2 separate regions of the Mus musculus genome follow, and region 1 is linked to region 2. The links are chromatin contacts, called in public HiChIP or PLAC-seq maps. All regions are on one chromosome and are shown on one strand. Each heading gives the region's core, a stretch centred on a gene start, on an enhancer-like site or on the middle of the called end of the contact. The rest is flanking DNA. Distances are from core to core; before and after follow the strand shown.

Region 1 (3,471 bases), core at 41-2,540, 40 kb before region 2:
GGAAGACCTCAAATTCAAGGTCACCCCAGGCTATATAGTATGACTGTGTCTCAAAAATCACCATCATAAACACAATGACCCCTGACAAAGCCTGACACCACCTTCAGGTTTGCTCAACATAGGGAAATGGGGTAGAGTCCCTTGGAAGATGCCCAGGAGGGACCCTGTCTCTTGTTTACATATTTTATTATTTCTAAAAATAATATTTATTAACATGCTCAGCAGGAAAGGAACTGGAGAACAGGGAACACATAATTCTATAAAGCATGCTCTGTTATTATTCCTCAACATCTTATTTACAGCTGAGGCAAGGAAAGGGTTATAAACTTAACTAAGACTACATACACCAGTGAGAGGTAGAGCTGGGGTTCACACCAAGGCAGGATTCATCTATACTCCTCATCATTATACTGTATTAAATGTGGTGGGGAAGAGGAAGGAAGGAAGGAAGGAAGGAAGGAAGGAAGGAAGGAAGGAAGGAAGGAAGGAAGGAAGGAAGGGTATATGGCCAGCCATCTTGCTCTTTTGGTAGAAGGGCTCACACTCTTACAGAGATCACATTCACCCCACCAGCCTTTGAGAGTCTCCAGAGCCCCTGGTACAGAAAAGCTGTCACAAGGTTCTGAGCACAAGGCCAGGGCCCTTCATCAGACATGAAGTATGGTCTCCAGTAAGACCCTCCCAGACACCGAATAATCTCAATTTCTCTCTCGCCAAAGAAGGGGTTCCCTTCTTGAGGTGGCAAAAAGTAACTCCATCTTGACAAAAACAATCAAACCCAAGCCAGCTCAGGGCAGCCCAGACAGGTTGTGGTAGAGAAAAATCAGACTATGGCTGGAAGAAGGCAGCCACGTGGTGGTTATGGCAAAAAACCAATGGTGTCTGAGTCAGAGGCAGCTGGCTTTGAGGGTTTCCTCTTCCTTGGCACTAGCTAATGCTTAAAGTGGGAAATGGTCACAAAGCTATTATCTGACTATCAACAGACTCAGCTTCCTGGATGAAGAGAACACAGAAAGGAAGCAAGGGAAGAGACCCTGAGTGATCAATCCCCGTGCAGCCCATACCCCAGCCTGGCCCTAATCTGGCTCACGGGAGCATGCCCACCAACTCCCCATCTCCCAGAAGACAACTACCTCCCAATTCACAGAGACACTGGAAGAGGGTTCACAGAACTGCCTTCAGCCAAGGCCAGGCTACACACTGCTTCATCAAGTACCCCCATGACCTCACACCTAGAAAAACCCACTCTGACACAGGACCTGTCCCAGAAGGCTAGCTCAACCCAGCAAAAGTATTAATTCATTAATAAGGACACACAACCTTCTTTAGCTATGCTTTGCCATGGTCAGGTTGGGACATGGAAACAGGAAGAGAAACAGCCTAAAGGGAAAAAGAAAAGAGAGTAGAGCAAGCCAGATGACTGTAGTCAAGTGTAGGAGCGAGAGATGTGCTCATGAGAAAGCTGGATCTTGGAATGAGAAGTGGAGCTTTAGACGAACACCCTGGGTCCTGTATGATTGCTGAGATTCGAGTCAAGTCTCAACAGAAAGAAATTCTTTCCCCTGGTGTCATATATCTGTATATTTCTCAGCACGAATTTCCATTAACTGCATATCCAATGCAGCTGTCTTCAGGAACTGTGGGCCAGAGGGGCTGCAGAGGGTACAAAGAAGACCATCTCCCAACTGCATAAGAAATCCAAAATGGGTTAAGTTAGTAGTAATGTTGATAATAATCAGTGAATTACATTCCTAAAGAAATAGGAGTCTGTCCTGCAGTGCCTGGGAGGCTGAGGCAAGACAATGGAGAATCTGAGACTAGGAGGCTACAAAGGAAGGGAGAGAACTCTGGAGGGAGGAACAGAAGAAGAGAAAGAAGAGGAAAATAATGAGAAAAGGTGAAGGAAACTTGGCATCGTTTGGTTACTGCCTGGCACACAGTAGGTCTACTGAAAGAATCACTTGTTGTTTTGTTTTTATTTTTATTATTGGCTCCGTGGAGTCACACTTCACGTGTTCTATATCACGTGATCTTCACAGTAAGTCCTGAAAGGTAGACATTCTCTTTGATTGGCTGCTTAAGTCTAGAGAGATTGAATGACTTATCCAAGGTCATCTATCAAGTGGATTTGAAATTCAAATCCAAGCCTGCCCAACCACGAAGGCCCCTGTACCTAATCCTTACTCCATTACAGACAGTCAGTTATTAATATTTGCTGGAGAAATAAATGGCACCATGGACAGAGGGCTTCTAAGATATCCCACAAGAACAAGAGACAGACAAGTGCCCAGGCTCCTCCAGATACAGCGGCTGCCCAGGAATCCTGCAAGGGAAAACCAAGAGAACTCTAGCTTTCTATACAATGAAGTATTAATGTTCACAAAGGGAAATTTTAAAAGAGCAACAGAGAGGAAGTCAAGGCTGATCTGCTTTAGAAACAAAACATGTAAATCTATGAAAATACTAGCTGAATATTCACATGCCCATGTTGTGGGGAATCCACAGGATTTCCCATGAGATTTGTTTATACAGAAATGACCTGAGTATGGGACATGAATGCTGTGTCTTGAGAATGGCCTAATATCTGAGTCAGATTATGGCTCAAATCCCTTCTGGAACCTTACGTCGGTGACTTACACAGTCTAGATCTCTCTCTTCTCGTCTGCAGCAGTTCTGCCAAAATGGTGGCTAGTAGCCATGTGTAGCTACTAAGTATGTGACATTTGGCTAGCTGGACTTGAGATGAACTGTAAATATGAAATAGACACACACTTTTGAATGTTTGGTGTTGGAAAATACCAAATCATTTACACTTGATCTTAGCCAAAAGGCCAAGAATCGATACCTAATCAATCATTTTAAAATGAGAACTCTAGAGAGGGCTCAGTGGTTTAAAAATGCTATTCTTTTTTGTTTGGTTAGTTTTTGGTTTTTTGGTTTGTTGGTTTGTTTTTTGAGACAGGGTTTCTCTGTGTAGCCCTGGCTGTCCCGGAACACACTCTGAAGACCAGGCTGGCCTTGAACTCAAAAATCCGCCTGCCTCTGCCTCCCAAGTGCTGGGATTAAAGGCACGCACCACAGCTAAAAAACGCTATTCTTGCAACTCACAACCCAGTGCCTGCTGTCTGTAGCGGTGCCCTCTTCTGCCTGCTGCAGACAGCAGGCACATACATGGTGTATGTATATCCATGTAGGCAAACACTGGAGGTAAGAACAGAAGAGATCAGGTAAGGGTAGGACAGGAGAGAGTACTGGGAGAGACAAATGGAATTCGGGGAGAGCATCTCTGGGACAAACTAGAAAACCTAAGGCAATGGAAACTCCCAGGACTCTATGAGCGTGACCCTAGCTAATTGGGGATATGGAGTCTGAACCAGCCATCTCTTGTAACCAGGCAAGACATCCAATGGAGGGACTGGGACACCAACCCAGCCACAAAACCTTTGACCTACAATTTGTCCTGTCTACAAG
Region 2 (3,687 bases), core at 182-2,681:
ACAAAGCCTACCTTGACACTGGAATCCCTGCTTCCCGAAGCCCCTGTAAAAGCACAAGAGGGAGTATCAGTCTGAGGGGTCCAGTTACCAGCTAGTTTCACACAGTCGCCCTCTCCCTTCCCACTGTCCCTCTACCCCAGGGGCAACCTCCTAGCTACAGCCTGGTCTCCAAGGTGTCTTCCACCTTGGATGGGATTGGGAGGTACACTACCGGAGCTTGGCAGTAACCCCCACCTCACATCTCCCCTGCAGTACAGAGGCGACCACGACCACCAGGTGGCAGGATGCGAGGGTGCATTTCCGCCCGGGTGGGGGCGGAAGGCGGGCTGGATATTTGCCCAAGGAGATGCCGGGAGTACCCTCAAGGAAAGAGAAAAGGACCTGTCTAGGGGGAGGATGATAGGGACTTCACCACGGTGGTAACACCTGAGGGGCTAGGGGGCGGGGGGAAGGTCCCCCCATGCTTGGAGGGGCAGAGGGAAGAAAGGGGCCCTGCAGCGACTTGAGGGTGAGAACCAAGGAATGAAAGGGGTGCTCAAGACTCTGGAGGCGAAGTAAGAGATAACCCAGGGCACTGCTCTAGGGACGCAGAGGGAAGGATGCTCCACGCCCCGGGGAAGTAGAGGACACCCCAGAGAGCTGCCCCGGAAAGGAGGGGTGAGGGTGAGAGCTCCTCGAGCCCGGAAGGAGGCAGAAAGATCGGGAACCTCAGGCGAGAAAGACACCCGCGGAGCTGCCCTGCCGAGGAGGGACAGCCACACTGAGCCCTGAGCCAGGTGTCGAAAAGGCGCCTGCAGCGCTGTCCCTAGGCGCTCGGGCGACAGAGTGCAAGAGGGCAGAAGGCGCCTGGCGGCCAGCCGTCTGGGAGCAGAGAACCCAGCACCTGAGGGACTGGCCATCCGGGAGCGCAGGGCATAAGGGTCCAGCGGGATGGGGGTGATCACACGGCTCCTCCCCCCGGGGGCAACAACAGGGGTCCCCATGCGTGTCGCTGCCCTCTAGGGCCCCAGGCAGGTGGCCCGCGCGGCGCACTCTCACCAGATGAAGTCGGTGCAGTGGCTGCAGAAGGTGGGCTGCTTGAAGAAGCGGGCGGTGAATTTGTGGTTCTTCACCTCGTGCACGTTCTTCTGCCGGAGGGCGCCTTTGCGGGCGAAGCGCACTGTGCTCTCCTCGCCCTCGCTCGGCGGCGGCCCCGCAGCCGGGTCAGCCATCTTGCGCGCGCGGGGACTGGGGGGAGCCCCGAGAGGTGGCGGCCCCGGGGCGGCGGGACCGCGGGGCTGCAAGCCCGGAAAGGCGCGGGACTAGGCGGCCGCTGCTGCCGCCCGGGGACCGCAGGGCCGCGCTGCCCCTTCGCGCCGGCTCTGGCGGCGGCCGCGCGCGCGTAGCTGGGCTGTCACTCGCCCAGCTGCTGCCGCTGGTCCAGCTGTGCTTGGCACCGCTGGCCCCAGCTGCGGGGGAGGGAGGCGGAGCCCCAGTGTAACCCCGCCTCCCTCATTTGCATGAAACCCAGGCCCCGCCCAGAGCCGCCAGCTGCTTTACATATCGGCACCACCAGTACCACCAGCAGAGACACACACAGACACACACACACACATACACGTACACCGCAACCCGCAGGCCTCCCAGCCAAGTGTTCTTAGCCGCAGCGCTGCGGCGCGAGGACCGCAGTCTGCGCTGGACAGATCTGAGCCGCGCCCCTGGCACCCTGTCCTAGGCCCTGGGGTGCGTTAAGATGAGCACCTCGGTTGATCCAGCAATGACCAAACGCCTAAGGACCCAAGGGGCTCAAGGAGATGAGGGTTGAACAGGCTGGAAGCAGCCAGTTTCACCTTGGCCTCTGCAGAGACTGGTACCCAGCACCCTCCATCCATCATCCCATTGGTCATTCGGCATGCGTCTCCTGGAGGGATGGGCTTTCATTGTCACTCATCCGGAAAGGCCTGTGGCCACACACACACACACACACACACACCAAGGTCTGCAGAGGTAGGGGAGGACTATACATATATGCATATGTATATATGTATATATCCACCACAAAGACTTGTCTCCACTTGCTCGAACACTTAGAACTCTCTCCACAAAAAGACAGTTTCCCCAACCCCAAAATGGCTGGGCTAATGATGACAGGAGACAAATTTAATAAATGAGCGTTTCCCTACATTTCATTCACTTTTGTCCCTTCTGGTCATACTTGTGCAGTCTGTTAAAACAAAAGTCTATGTGATTGGAAATACCTAGGTTTGTGTGGGTTAAGATCTCCCCAGGTGCTGTCCTCACACCTGGGGCCTTCTTGTATTTGTTAGGAGAGATTTCAAATGTTCAGGGAACATTAATATCCAACGCCATACTCCCCTTGATGCCACTTGAAGGATGGGAAGATAACCAATGATACGACATTGCATGTTATATAAGGCACTGCATCTAAATCTCCCTCTGGTGTGATGCTCTACAGCCTGGGGATGAAAAATGGCATCTGACCGAACTCTTCCACACGTCCCCGGCATTGTTAATGACACCTTCATGTCTCCTGGTGTTGAGTTTAGCATCTGACAGCTCCTACAAGCCCAGTGAGCACTGCTTGAGTAAGTAACAGAATGGAAGAAGGTTACCTGTACCATGCATGACCTGTAAATGTGCAAAAATTAAAACTAAACATACAGGGTGTCAGGGAGGCTTGTGCACTGTCTCATTCGGTCACAACCATAACCTGTATAGACCAGGTAAGTTCTGTGAATAAGCAAAATTAGATGGAAGTGAGTAAGGGGTACACAGTCTCGGGGTTGTACAATGGAGGCTGTCCAGACTACAAAGTGCACTGGTGACAAAGGGTTGGGCCTCTGTAGTGGCAGAGCCTGGATACCACTCTGACAATTCCTACTGGGAGCTCCTGAGCAGAGAGTCACAGTGAGGTGTCTAGCAACTGCATGGTGAGCTATATACCTATAATAATACAGTGTCCTTCCCCTACATAGTAATGCAAAGGTAACAAGGGGGAAAAAGGCATTCACTTTTAAGGTTGGCATGTTTGGGAAACTGGATGTCCCTGGCTATTCTTAGTCTTTTGAGAGGCTCCAGCACCTCCCAGGGAGACTTGGGAAAACATCCCAGGAGACATTGCTGCTGAAGGAGATTTCCTTTGAAAGATGAACTGGAGGCTCACAGCCCACATCCTGTCTTTTGAACCAAGTGCTCTGAGTGACTTTGGTCTGTAACAACAAACTACCTCATGGTGTCTAGGCCTGGAGCCGCATTGCTGCTGTCCTAAAAGCCATTCCATTCCTGGAAGAGCTGTGTGAAGAGAGGCTGGAGACTCAGGTTCCCAGAGGACCCAGATATCTACAGGTTAAAGTTCAAACTGTGGCCTTTGAATACTGGTTTTTGTTTTGTTTTGTTTTGTTTTGTTTTGTTTTGTTTTGTTTTGTTTTGCCAGCCCAGTGATCTTCCTTTCTTTTTATTGTTCACACTATAGTATTTTACCTAAATATCCAAATTATAAGTTCTCTGGTGGTGGGAGACAATGGAGCTTGCATCTCTGAGTTCATCTATTCATTTGTTCACTCGTTCAACAAAAATTACATGTGCCATTCCAGACACTAAAATAAGCCAGATAAAAGGTTCTGCCTTCATGGAACGTATGAACCAATTAATGAGACTGAGGAATGATAATCTATCAATTAACAAATC

Evidence for each region. HiChIP or PLAC-seq counts read pairs in DNA pulled down with a chosen protein or histone mark.
Region 1: a contact with region 2 is called in an H3K4me3 HiChIP or PLAC-seq map of bone marrow-derived macrophages, with 2.4 times the contacts expected there. The contact joins the enhancer-like site here to the promoter of Prkcb in region 2. A contact is called at or near these places in 3 of 39 promoter capture datasets (embryonic stem cells, hippocampal neurons and neutrophils), 7 of 484 Hi-C or Micro-C datasets (LSK cells, bone marrow-derived macrophages, cerebral cortex and 4 more), 11 of 115 datasets of contacts at active chromatin or transcription factors (the 230-238 cell line, CD8 T cells, the SCID.adh cell line and 6 more) and 3 of 9 other capture datasets (adipose tissue, liver and pancreatic islet).

Annotation. Positions count from the first base shown.
Region 1 is chr7:122,327,195-122,330,665 of GRCm38.p6, reverse strand. All of the region lies in intron 2 of Prkcb (protein kinase C, beta), which reads right to left. Among named protein-coding and RNA genes, the nearest start is that of Gm51497, 33 kb to the right of the region's middle. Within about 2 kb of position 1,290, at least 29 of the 459 cell types and tissues checked have an H3K27ac peak or open chromatin away from gene starts, as enhancers often do. A contact at or near this core is called in CD8 T cells, LSK cells, bone marrow-derived macrophages and 1 more, where this site is marked.
Region 2 is chr7:122,286,869-122,290,555 of GRCm38.p6, reverse strand. Prkcb (protein kinase C, beta) reads right to left here and starts at 1,431. Exons shown (of 17, transcript NM_008855.2): 1 at 1,039-1,431; 2 at 12-43. The coding sequence starts at 1,211.